Regions from separate parts of the Columba livia genome. Here region 2 is linked to region 1. A link is a contact called in public Hi-C data. All regions are on one chromosome and are shown on one strand. The core of a region is the stretch at or near the end of the contact, and the rest is flanking DNA. Distances in the headings are between cores, read along the strand shown.

What was found. A called contact is a pair of places that touch in the nucleus more often than the background predicts.
Region 2: a Hi-C map of liver shows a contact between it and region 1, with 6 times the contacts expected there. The contact joins two enhancer-like sites. A contact is called at or near these places in 2 of 2 Hi-C or Micro-C datasets (crop and liver).

Annotation. Positions count from the first base shown.
Region 1 is chr4:24,174,640-24,181,601 of bColLiv1.pat.W.v2, forward strand. It overlaps LOC135579345 (a long non-coding RNA gene), which reads right to left. Exons shown (of 3, transcript XR_010472192.1): 3 at 484-620. Among named protein-coding and RNA genes, the nearest start is that of TBC1D1, 120 kb to the left of the region's middle. Within about 2 kb of position 4,557, at least 1 of the 3 cell types and tissues checked has an H3K27ac peak away from gene starts, as active enhancers do.
Region 2 is chr4:24,327,190-24,334,151 of bColLiv1.pat.W.v2, forward strand. It overlaps KLF3 (KLF transcription factor 3), which reads left to right. Exons shown (of 7, transcript XM_065062642.1): 2 at 359-398; 3 at 6,867-6,962. The coding sequence starts at 6,907. Among named protein-coding and RNA genes, the nearest start is that of KLF3, 7.4 kb to the left of the region's middle. Within about 2 kb of position 3,167, at least 1 of the 3 cell types and tissues checked has an H3K27ac peak away from gene starts, as active enhancers do.

The DNA.
Region 1 (6,962 bases), core at 3,307-5,806:
TTTCCCCTTTTTAAAACTTTATGCCTCAACAAAGGATAAAAACTTCCATTGTCAGCTTTTGCTTAAAAAAGAAGTAGGAAGTTCTGTGATTAAAAGAACATGAGTGTATGTGAGCGAAGGAGGAAATGAGAGTTTCAGAAGCAAAGAGCTGACAGCGGGGATTTACCCACACCCTTTGTGTGACCTCTGGAGAGACCTCAGCAAACAACAAGGAACATCTCACTGCTGTGGCCTACAAATTTCAGGAATATTTAGTCCCTGCAATGTGATCTCAGATGAAAGGTTGTCATACACTTTCCTGTGAAAGCCCCGTCTGTATTCCCCTCCCAGCAGCTGCTCTGTCTTGCAACACAAAGCTGAGCCATGCGTGTAACACAGACAAAGGGCAGAACATCTGCGCACTGTGTTGCCTCTCACTTAACCACTCTGTCACGATGAGCCAACCAGTCAAGAGGAAAACTCACAGCGCTGGGGACTAAGGTACTTGCCTCAGCCTGTGTGGTCCATGGGGGTCACCTGCTCTGCACTGACTCCAATCCCGTGCATTTTGGTGAAGTGCATCTTCTGGAGAATCAGCAGGATGTGATCCAGCAGGTGTCAAGAGATGATGAAAATTTGATCTAGGAGAGAAGGTCAAACAAGAATGAAAGACTGACAACTCTGTGGAGCTAACAGACATGTTTTTTTTGATCCGGCAGATCAACCATTGGAAAAAAGGTTTCTTAAAATAGTTTATATTTTCTCCCTTATTGCCTTTGTTACCAAGTGTGGTTTCTGCTCAGCAGTTGTTAGCACTAAGAAAACCAAGAGCATGAGAAGTCTGAAAGCTTTTATGCTTGTCAGGATCTTGCTTTTTCAATCACCGACTGAGGGGCGTATGTTATGCCACGTCTCATTCCCCATGCATGGTTTCAAATCTAGTTCCTTCCTTCCATTCCTGATCCCTGGCTGCTTTCTTGAGGCACGTCTCCACAATTCTCTACAGGTAAATTTTTAAAACGCTGTCTGTGATCTGAGGTATACTGTGGTATACTGAACCTACCAAATGGAGCAGTTCCTATCCCTCAGACCCCACACCTTGCTGCTCTGCTTCCTAGCCAAGTTCATTAGTTTGCCATCAGAACTGCACCAAGGCCAGTTAATAACTGTGATTCCCAGTTTGGAGTTAGTCTGTGCTAACTAAGCAAGCTTGGAGTGCAGAAGTTTGCTCATGTCAGCCCACGCTGTTCCATGGAGACACACTTTGTGTGTTATCAGGTCAGCTTCGAGGCTTCCTTTTGACTAAGGTACAATGAGTACTGGAAGCACTGGGAAGCATTTTTCCAGCCCTTGACCATTTCTGTTGTGGGCTTCTGTACCACCTTCCATTTTTCGTAATTGTTGGAAGACAGGCACACGTGATGCATGTATGTGATGGTCCATCGATGGTCTTCTGCATGACCCTGGTTGGTCCTTGTGTAGGTTATGTTAGACCTTCTTGTCCCAGCACACCCTATGAATTTGTGCTAAATTTGCTGGCAATGACTGTGGCTCTTAAGGCCTTTTCAGTCATGGCCATTTTCCGTGATCCAGATGTTTGTTTCGTAGCTATGACACAGGTTATTTATTCCAAATGGTGTAACTTTTCACGGCTTTAAAACACTTGATCTCCTTAGGCTGGCACACCACTATAACAATTAAGAGTGCTCAGAAGCCTTCATATGCTTTTATCTTCTAAAGGTTCATCTGGGGGGAAAAACTTCTAAACTGCATTTCTCACCCCTCTATGGAAGCTGCAAGATTCAGTGAAGCTTCCAGTTGGGAAGTAAGTACATCATGGTCACCCAGCTTTCCCCGTTTCCAGCCCCCACTGCTACATGAGTGGGCAAGGCACTGGGCTGAGGCTGCATCGTTAATTGAACTTCTAAATATAAGAGCAACATTTAAACATAAGGAACTCAAGTGTTACCAACTGTGTTCACCTTCCAAGCTGCCCGGACATCCAGCATATACTGAGGTTCTCGCTGGCTACTAAACTGGCCTAATTTTGAATGGGAAAAAGCAAAAGCAGATACAGGTCAGGTCAGATGAAAACATGTGAAGATGTACTGAATATTCAAAAAAAAAAAAAAAAACAAACAACAAAACAAAACAAAAAAAAAACACAACAAAAAAAGACCAAGCTCATTCCTTTGCCTTAATTCATGTGGCCATTTGTCCTAACCATTTTCTGATTAATAAAAGGGAGAGCTTTTTCCTGCTCTCTCCAGCTGTCTTTTGCAAAAGGATTGTAAAGCTTCAGGCAAAGCTGTTACAGCTGTCATAACCAGAACCATCACAAAAGTCAGACTGATTATAATATGGGCTTACATGGGGCAGATGGAAACTGTCTGCTTAATTTCAAGTTTTAAGGTCTTTCTGTCTCTCAGATCTTGCACATTCTGTCTATGTAAGGCAGAGGTGTCAACTCATTTACACCGGGGGCCACATCAGCCTCTCAGTTGCCTTCAAAGGGCCAAATGTAATTTTATTTATACAGTCCTAAAATGACATTTGGCTCTTTGAAGGCAATCGTGAGGCTGATGTGTCCCCCGGTGAAAATGAGTTGGACACTCCTGAGTAAGGGAAGGAACACCAACATTGTGAAGTATTACCCTGCTGTGTCTTATCAGGAAGGGGATAAATTTGATTTCAACAAGAAAACCCACAAAACTTTTGGCAGAGATGTAAACTTTTTTGTCATTATTCTTTCATTTTACTTTTCCTTTAGTGCCTGAAATTAAAGGACCTAAATTTATCCCCAGGAGGGAATTTAATCAACTATTCCAACAGGAACAGGATGGTACCCTTATTATTCCTACCTCAGATAACAAACTGCCTCTGGAGGAGGAGTTCCTTTGTTGTTGCTGAGTTACTTTTTTAATGTGTTTATTACCCTTGAAGTTTAAGACCTAAGCCTCTAATCTCCAAAGCAAAGCAGCGATTGTGACCCTAAGCGAAGGAGGTGCTGTAATGCTGTTGTTCAGTATTGTGCAAGCTGCTGAGTGCTGTGCTGTGCAGAAAGCTTCTGTCTCCTCCGGATATCAACTTCTATGAGATGTAGTTTTCCTAAATGACACCAGGTGTTGTACAGTAAAATCAGGAGAGCAGAGGAGCTGAACCTAATTCTTGGTGTGGCCCTTCCCACGTGCGTGTTGCTCCAGGCAGACACCTTCTACAGGTGGCCCTAACCACAGGTGGGTTAAAAAGCCTTCATTGACCTTGATTCTTCTATAAACTTCCTAGTTTGGCATTTGAGTGCTGTATGAAGTTAGTGTCTCTGGAGAACGGTGTGTTTTCCCGACAGTTAACTTTTGCCTAAATCAGAGGGGTTTAGGCCACAGGGGACTGATGAGCTAGCCAAGTACAGAACTGCAAACTGGCTTCAGCTACAATGCTGAAGTAAATGTGGCAATTGAGGAAAAAAGTATGGAAAGACAGGGATGACATAGATGAGACCAGACAACTTTGAGAGGGTCCTGCACGCTCCTAGGACTGTGCTTTGCTGTGGAGACCCCGCTGGAGTGCTGCTGTCGTGCCAAAGGCAGGGCAGGGGAGGCAGCTGGTGGGACGTGTTAGAGAAACCAATTAACAGACAGAGCATCGGAGAGAAACTGTAAAAAGGGCAGGGCGGGGGCGCAGGAAGCAAAAGCCCCGTAACCACCAGCCCTGTAACCAGCAGCCCTGACCTGCCACCGCTGTCCCACTCTGTCCCGCACACGTGAAAGTGCTGCACAGCGGTTGGGGCCAGAGGCATCAAACCTCCCGCATGCAAGGGGATGAACATGTGAAAGACAGCTGGTGGGTCCTTGTGAAGTTTCCAAAAGAAATCACGTTGCTGAGTCTGCCTCCAGATTTCCATTTACACCAACCTGAAAGATGAGGATTTGGGTTTGATTTGAATTGATTAAATTCAGGCTCCAATTGTTACATCATTTGTATATGGAAAGTAATTGCAATTTTGTTATCTCTTTTCCAGATACAGATTTGGCTGCTTTGCCAGAGTGAACATCAAACAATGTTTCCTTCTGAAAATCCTAGGGAATTAAAACTCATCTAGATAATTTTGTACTCATTTCCTGCATTTAGCATAGTTTTAATATTACTGGTCTACAATATGACTCAAAGACTCTTTTACTCTTCAATTAAAGCTGTCAGTTAACTCCAGGCATTGATTTTCAAAATGAATATTTCACTTCCTAATTCTGCATTTGTGCAAGTCACAAAGTGCCTATTTCTGCATGACGGAATTCACATCAGTGGTGAATCAAATTCTCCACTAGATGGCAATGTTGTTTCAGAACATTTGTGTCGAAAGGTGTTTCTCTGCCAACAAGTTTAAAAGGACGTGGAATCCATGAGATTTGTCCAATAAGTGATTTTTGGATGATTTGGGGAAGAAAAGAGTTTCCTTTTATTACAAAATCAGTTTTGGTTAGAAAAGGTTTTGATGAAAACTTTGTATGTACTGTGATTATTATGATCACAGAAGTCTTGGTTCATGAAAACAACTTTGAAAATGTCTAAAACCAAGTATTGACAGAGAATGCAGAAAATGAGCAGAGTGATCTCTGCCTTATGCTCTTATCTAATACCCACCATTGTGGCTCAGCGGCTCAAAATCCTTCAGTTGTTTCTAGCCACAGTTTTGACGGTAAGTAGAAAAATACTCCTCTCCTCCTTTTATGGCCATGGAGACAGAGAAGCAAAAGACTATTTCTGCAGCAGTACTGGAAAGCCTCGCCAGCTCCACCAGTGCATTCCTTGGGGTAAAGGAGCAGCTGTGCTCCTCTTCTCCTGCCTCCCGGGGCTTTGTTCGGCTGGCCTGGCATGTTCAGACAATACCTGAGCCGCGGTGAAGGTGTGACAGAGGCTTTGGGCAGGCCCTGCAGCCACTCACGCCCACTGCCATGGGTCTCATGGCTCCGTGCAGAGCTGCTGTGCAGTGCTGGTGGTGCTGGGCAGTGACACCGGAGACCATTGCTGCAGTGGGGCTTCTGGCAGTATTAGTCCACTGTGATGAAAAACAGGTCAGGGAACCAGCACCTGGCTATTTACAGTGAATGTAGGCTGCAGAGATGGGACCAGAGGGTGGCCTCTATCACAGAAACATGATTTACCTTTATCTGCATTCGGCAAAACACAACCTCTGTGAAACAAAAAAAGGCCCACATGCCCCGCTAGGAGAAACACAGTTCCTTTATGTGCTGCAAGCAGGCAGCTGCAGGTCTGCTCTCAGGTAATATCTTAGGCCAGTGCAGCTCTGGAAAATGTTTTAATAAGTCTTTAAATAGCATGCAGCATTAAGGCTAAATAGGGTTTCCACCTTAGATCTTGACCTAAGGTTTCCAGCTTCTATACTAAGATACAGCATGATATTCAGTGAACTCTCTTGTATTAAATTCTGCCTTACTGTGCTGATAGTTCTAAACTGCAGTATTGTAAGCACTAACCTAAAATTAGGTCTGTTTGTTTCTTAGAAGTTATTCACCAGCATTACAAATTAAAAGTGGAATGACGCTATTTGCAGACAATACCATGCTTTCCACTAGCACTGGCTGAGAACACCATCACTTAACTTACTTCAAGAAGAGAGTCCCTGTCAACACTGGATCCTCTGATCACATGAGACTCAATTACATGTACTTCAAAGTTCACCTGGGCTAGTTTTATTTTTTGTAATAAAGCAAATTTTAGAAAAAAAAGACTTTCCACCTTTCCCTTAGATGAAAAGAATAAGAAAGATACCACCAGGAAAAAAACAATACAGGTGTGATTTAAAGTAGTGATTCCTGATTTTGGTAGTTCTGCAATGCCATTATATTAATTGCTGTTAAAGGATTATTCAGGCCTTGGCTACAGAGACGATTATGGCTATAGGTACAGTTACAGAACGGAGCAATTTGAATTGAGAGAGGCAAATGTAACGGTTCTGCTTCAAATGTACATTACTTTCCTTGTTTGGTACTCTTTGCTCACTTCATCCTGGTGGGAACATAGAAAACTGTCATTTTTGCTTTAAATCAGAGACACAAAGGTTTATAGCACTCTCAAGAGACATGAGAGAGTATCTCGCTCTCAGCGCAGACTTTGCAGACCCTCCTGAGGGCACCTGCCCATTGCCAGTTGCTGCGCCCCTGCCTTATCTAGAGAGGCCAAACTTACAATGAGAGGTAATAGTTTTAATCCCCGATAACACATGTGATGACCTTTGGGGCTCAGATTGTATTCAACTGTCCAGATAGGAAGCTGCAAAATCGGAACTGAATGAAGGTGAGACACGCGTGCTCTTATGACATCCACAACCCATTGGTTACCCTGGAGGCTTTTGCTGACCTGCTCACCAAAAACACATTCTCATGGCTGTTTCTCTTTCAGTCCTCCAACCCACTAGCAAGCGTGCTGGCCAGAAGAACCTTGGCTAAAAAACACAAAGTATTGTTAATTCTAAAGGTGCTAAATGGTGCTGTCTCACACAAAACTACCTCTGGTTTCCATCCAAGTATGGTCTCAGCAAGCGCAGGACTGAAGGTTAAGGACTAGATTTACCTGAGAAGGATGAGCTCATCCTGGTTATCCAGTCTCCTGTTACCACACTAAGACTTGGAGACTGTGGGATATATTTTGATTTTAGCACAGTCTTTTGTCACAAACAGCTGCCCTGATAACTAACAACGTAATCAATGTTACATGATTATGACCTTTGAGACCATCGAGAGCCTCTAGCTATGGGAAGAGTTAGTTTCTTCATGTTGCAGATCATCTGAACACAGCAGCATTTCTGATGCTCTTTGCAGAACAAACTTTCAGAAAAGCCTCTGGCCAACCCATCTTCTATCCACAGAACAATTTTCTGTCCGTACTCAGTGACAGCCCAGTAACCCACAAGGTCCACTCAACCTTACACAACACTAGTGGCTTCCAGCCTGTCAGCAGAGCAACCT
Region 2 (6,962 bases), core at 1,917-4,416, 150 kb after region 1:
TTGCATTAACTTCAATGGGCATTGAATCAGGCCCTGGATGAAAATGCAAGATGAAGTGTTTATTCTTCTCTGTCACTTATGGGCCAGAATATGCATTGTTTCTGTACACACAGAAGTACTTTCCCCCTTTCATTTTACCCCTTTTTTATTTCACTCATTTTTTAAGTAATATTTTAGTTCCTGCTCTTGCACTTCTGGATGCTCAAAGTTAGCTGTTTGTGATCATTGCAAGTGTCTTTTATGAAGTACCTGAAATACATGCTTAAACTTCCTCTTTCAAAGCTTAATGGTATGTGAAAAATATTTGTTACTCAATTATGTGCACATCCTTATGTCAACTTGTGTTTTGTCTGTTCAGAAATCCAGATAAGAAGAAGTATTTGACCACACAGTTTTTGGTAAGTTGTTTATTGATTAATTTGTTACTCTTGGTTGTTTTTACTTAGTTGTTTTTCTGTTAATTTTAGAATACCATGGATTAGTTTATCCATTAGAACCCGATTCAATATTTTAATTCTGGTGCTGTTAATTTGCACAGGATTTCAGACATATTTTTTAATCTTTTTTTTTTAATCTTTTTTTTTTTTTTTTTCCCATGGCAGGGGAAAAGTTCTGCAAATAACTGCATTTAATATTGGAAAATGGTGTGTAATAAATACAGTAAATTTTGTGGTTGACACCTTTTTGTAGCCAGAAGTTCTAAAAAATCAAGGACTGAGATTAAAATTATAATAGTTTTGTAAACCAACTTTTTAATATTAATTCACGCCGCTAACAGGAGGTCTTTTAGAGTTCTTTTATGCTGTCAGCATTGAAGCTTTGTGTTTTCATTCTAAGGCTGGTTGCTTCCAATCCAGAATATGAAGTTTGGCAGAGCTGGTTTTAGGAGAGATTTAACCCTTCCCTGTTAAGCATCCACTTGATGCTGACGCTTCCTTTGAGGGTTTTGTAACCAGAGTTGATATCTCCCATGGGAAGGAAGTGTAAATGTAGATCAGCCAAATGGAAAGATAAAGCTCTTAACAGGTTTTTAATAGTAAACTAAGTCAGGATGGAAAAAAGAAAACTACGCATGGTCTGCGTGTCATGCAGTCAGTGTGTGTTACCAACAAACTAACTTGATCCATGAAGGCACAACAGACTTTCCACTGCTAAGGAGTCTGAGCTACTGTGATCACTGTCTCATCAGTACCCACTACATTGTCCAGCTCTTCTCCCTGTTGTTTTTGGGTTTTGTGGGTTTTTGCCTTTTTTTCCCACTTCTGTAGGTACATAGAAGTTCATTGACATTTGCCCTGTATTTAAATCCTCATTCAAATGAATATTTTAGGCTATTATTCATAAATGTACAGTTCCTTCCTTTAGGATAAGATTTTTTTTCTTCTTCCCCATACTATCAAAAATGTGGAATCTCTGTTTCATATGTTACATGAAAGAGCAGAACCCTTTATGTAAGAGAACAGTATTATCTGTCATTCTTCCCTCACAATAAAAATACAGGATTTCTATTTCTCCTTTCTAATTTTCTTAAAAATTAACCTCTTAAGAAAAACACAACAAAAAACCAAAGTTCAGCTTGGAAGGGAAAGATTATCATACTATTCCATATACTTCACTTGTTTTCAAAAGTCTGATCTTTTATCCTTACTAGACTGTTTCTCCTTCTAAGAAGTAGCTTGAGACAGGAAACCAGACAGCAGCCTGCACTGATAAGGGAGAATATTGTCTAATGGAGGTGCCTCAAGAGCTTTTCTTTCTTCCTCCCTTAGGTTCAGTGAATGTAGAACGGAAGGTTGAACAGGGTTTACATGGGCTCCGTTTTTCCTTGGTAAAGGAGATGGTTTTTTAATGAGTACTGCAATAACTTTTTTGCCCAAATTTTTTTGCATACAAGAAAGCCATTTCCAGGCACGCGGCTTCAAAGAGCCTGCAACAGTATTATCATAAATTTAATGGAAATACTGATTGGTCTGCTACACAGCTGATAAATGATTTCGTCAGAGCAGTTCTAGGTCAAACAGAGTGACATTGGTAAAGTTAGGATGCACAAGTTGTGCAAAAAAACCTGCGTTTTTCAGCCTGCTTGCAGTTATGAAAGGAGGAAGGATTGCAAGTGAATGAAAGGCAAAAATAGTTTAAAATACTAAATAGCAGAATCCTATAGAAATATTCTTTTTTTCATGCCTATCAAGTAAAACTTGAAGCAGAATTTTTTTTTTGCCCAGGTACCATTTCTTTTTGCATGATATCCTAGCTTTTTCAACCATTATTACCATTTCTCAGTGCGAACCCATTGAATAAACAGACACAGAAGGCTGCCAATCAGTGGAACATCTTGCGGTAGTAGTTCTTCATGATTCCCCCCGCTCTGTTTTTCACTGGCCGGCTGCTCTGGTCCCTTCCCCCAGCACAGTGTCTGGGCTGCTGCTCCTTCCCCTGCTCCTGCTGGCTCTGACCCAGTCTCACTGCTGGGCTGGAGTTTCTTTGCCTGCTGCTATTTTGGGGCCCAGTGCAGTGAAGCGTTTGCTGACTTCCCATTAAAGTTAATAGACATTTAGAAACACTCTTCTTTTTTTGCTGACTCAGGTCTCGATGAGCAACTGGTGTAGTTAAGTGCAGATGCATCTTGTTACTAGCCCTGGAAAACAGCTTTTCGTACTTTTTTCCAGGGAATTCTGCTCTCAGAAACTGAGTTTTCTTTGTCAGACTCTTTCAAGAAGACTTCTCACCCAGGTTCAGATAACCTCCCCACCTTTTGAATTTCATCAGTAGAGAGTCTTTTGATATTATCACTTCTCCTTAGTATCAGGGGAAGCTTGACTGGAGGCTCAGAGAAGTTAGAGTTTTAGAGCAAGCGCCCAAGTCCCAAAGGGCTTGGAGTGAAGAGCTTTGGCCACATGGCTGATGTTGGCTCCTAGATGATACCAACAGTGCTGCAAGAGCTGCAGTGTCTTTGCAGAGAGTGCTCGTGCAGTGCTTATATATTATTCTGTAATTACACCAACAATAACAGTCATACGTTGAAGCTTCTAGACAAAGCCTCACTGTACCACGGGGCAGCATTTCTTGCTTCCCCCAGGCACAAAGACCGGGAAAGCAAACTCTGTGCACGCTTTCATGCAGGGTGAAGAGAGACAGAATTGATGCTCACCACCCCCGTGTCCGCACCAAGAGGCAGGTCACTGACTGCTCTTCCAGGTATTTAAAGGGAGCAAAGGCTTCATGTTAGAGGGAGGCGTTGTAGCTGTTGGATGTGCACAGTCACAACTGGCCCTGCACCCCAGCCTTTCCTACCAAGTCTGCGGAGTTGGTGGGCTCTGAAGGTGGGTGCACAGAGCTGCTGGGAGTAGCTGCAATGCAGTTGCTCTTCTCCAGCTGCTCTGCAGTGCAGATGTGTAGCCTGGGTGCATTCTTTAACCGCTTTGCCTGTTTCATCCAGGATAAATAATCTGTACAAGCCCTTATTGTCAGAATACATGTTAAGTACCTTAGGCTTTCATTTACTCTTAATTATGTCTCTGAAACAGTAAGCCATACCTGTCAGGAAGTTAATATCAAGAAGTCTTCAATCCTAACAAGGCGATGAGCGCTACTGATGATGAGCTTCCTTCTGGAAGGGATACCTCACTGCATATTGGATCATAAGGGCAGAGTTTGTGCTTTTTCTGGCTTGCTGTCTTCACTGGACTTCAGATAGGAAAACACTGAGGGACTTTGCCTGGACTTTACCTTGCACCTGTCCTTATTTGCATACAAATACCAATTGCTTCATTTGTCTTTCTGAAGTACAGGGTGTGAGCAAAATCTTATCAAAAGCCGTGTCCTGTTTGGACAAGTTGGACTGACTTGGCAGAGATCCACAGGGTGGAGTGGATGGGAGGAGGCAAGAAAGTAAAACTGGGTGGCTTGTTAGCAGAAAAAGAGAGGGAGAGAAAAAAAAAAAGAGAGAGGGTGGAATGTTTGCCTACTGGATTGTAGTTAATTATTTAGTTTCAGATTACATGCATTCTAAAGTCTTTCAACTCACATGAAAAAAAACCTTTAATGCAAAATAGTTTATCTAGTAATGTGAAAGACAAAGGCCCTTTTTTAATATGCTTGATATGAATATATTATCTCCTCACTGTTTTTTCCAGGGCACTTCAGGAATAAGACAGTATTTTGATTTTCCAGAAATTAGTTGTATTTACTAAACAATTTGTGGGCTTTCAGACGAGTACATTATGAAATCCATGTATAAAGTAGAACCCAACTGTTTTTTCATTCCTTTGTAATAGAAACAGATAAGACTGTTTACCTTCCCTATCACCCCCTTCTCAAATGTTTAGGAGAGAGAGATTGGGTTTTTTTGAGTTAGTAGGCATGATTTTACAAACAGATTAGGAAAAACTACTGACTTTTTAGTAGCAGTAGCATGCTTTATTTGTTTGACTGTACATGCATGTATTTGCTTGTGAATGTGGTGCAAGCAATCAATTTGGAGCATTGTTTTTAAATACAAAAATAGTTGTTTTGTGAGTTTATTTGCAGCCTCAGGAAAGTCTCCTACTGAGCTAAATTTTTATACCAGACCCAAAGCTGGTTATATTGACTCTCTAGCAACTCTGTTAGTTTCCACCAAATAAGTATTTGACCCTCTGATCTGGACGGACAGGACCAAGAGTTATGTATTAATTCTTGAAAAATGGTTTTCATTCATTATCAAATGGGGAAAAGGAACGTACCACTTAAGACTAACATGATGAAGAAGAGCTCAATTTCTCTGCTATGATGCAGCAATAAAAGCAATGTTTGCCCCTGCTGTTCTTAGATGACTGCACCTGAGAAAGACTGAGAATTACTTTTCACTTTTATTCAGCACAGGATACAAATTAACAAGAAACACTCAAATGTGTAGCATGACGTGAAATGTGTATTAAATGTCTTTGACACACTTTCTTGGAGCAAAAAGTGAAAAGGAGTCTTAAACCAAAGTAACTCTTAAACCAAAGAAAATCCAATTTTAAAACAATAAAAATGACAAAAAGAATAACCTGGGAGCATGACTGCTTACTTAGGACAAACCTCTCTTCTCCTCTCTCTTCTCTGCTCTCTCCTTTCTCCTCTCTCTTTCTTCACTAAAGTACAAATTGATGTGTCACTTTATCTGTGCACTTACAAACTAAAATTGAAAGTTTCTGGAAACCTAAAAGAAAGTATTTCCAAGTTCTTATATGTGAGGTCTGAGAGGCTACATTTTACTGTAAACATTTTTTATGTCTAAAAGCATAAGTTTTTTTTCTTTTTTCACAATGCATGGATATGTGTAGGAACATGTGTGAGATGCATAGATACATATATATACATCTATATACATATATATTTAATGCATAGATATCTAGATATATTTCTCGGAAGATAGTCTTCTGAAACATTAGTTTTAGCTATGTGAAATGGTAAAAACCTGCCAAAGAGAACCATTCAAAGAAAAATAGTATAATTAAAACCTTCTCACAAACATGCTTAAAGTATTTACAAAATTATCGCAACTTTTAGGAAATAGTATGATCTTACACAACAGCTTCTAAAATAAAGCTACATGTCAAGTTTAAACTGGAAATTACATTGAGCTGCTCTGTTTAATTTTTTTTTTGCGATTTGGTTTTGTCAGGCCTTTGACTTTTGTAAGAATTATTATGAAGATACTTCACCTCATACTTGTTTACATGTCATTATTCAAAATGTACACTGTTGTAATGTATTTCCATAAATCTTTATTAATATACTTGAATAATTAATGATAGACTAGTAACAAATCACACTACCTATTTCTGGAAGCTCTTAACAAGTTTTTGTCTGTAAACATGCGCGATGGTTCATTAGCGTTCACTAGTGTATGCTTATTAGAATTGTCTTTCTTTGAGCAGGTATGTCTTAAAGTTTTCATTTAAATTTCTGGGAGAATGTTCTGGCCACAACTACAAATCTGTTGTTGAGCCTTTGCCCTACTTCCACAGGGTGCAGTTGCTGGGCCACGTTTCTGGCTGGATTCGTTTATTTCCAGTGCCATCTACTGGCCAAAACTGCATTTATGTAATTTTTTTGTCCTCACATCTCTATAGGAGGTCATACCACTGCCAGGCAGGGCTGTGAACCGTACAGTGCATGGTCACAACGTGCTTTTTAGATAAGCTAGGACTGGACAAATGAGGTTGAACTCTCTGTAGAGTAAAACAACTGAATCTGTATGGCACACAGCCAGATTTTTGAAGTGGTTTTTTTTTTGCACAGTTAAAACAAATTGTTGTTGAATTGTCAGTAAATCTATTAACTCAGGGAAGTAACTGAGGTATTTTTTATGTTGGGACATGGCAACGTGTTGAATATACCTCTCCAAAGTAGTCTTGGATTTTAGTCTTTCTTTTGCATTGATTTCAATGTCACTATACTTGAAAGTTTCTACTTTTCTATCAGGACTCCTAGAAAAGAGATGACCTCCCCAGAATCAGTTCACTTGTATAATATAAATAAGATTATTCTGGAGTAAAATGCCGATGAGAAATGCCTAGTCTAAAGGGTGATGTGTTTACGCACTGACAGCTAATGGAAGTGGCAATTCTGTGATCGTGGTATCCTGACATGCACAATAAATATTCAAATTAACTTTCATTAAAGTGAGCAGATGTCCCTTTGTTTCACTAGCAATTGGGAAATAATAAACTTAAAATAACTGAAATATTTAAACAAAGCCCAGTCAAATGTTTAAGAAGCTGTGCTAGAAATGGATAAATATTCACAATAATCTGATGAAATAGCATGTCCTCTACGATTCAGAAAGTTGATGGGGGATTCCTGCAGCTTTCTCACATTGTGTCTTTCCCCTGCAGGCCAGGACAACGGAGGCATCAGAACAGGTGAATAAAGAAGATGCTAATGTTTGACCCAGTCCCTATCAAGCAAGAAGTCATGGAGCCTGTTTCAGT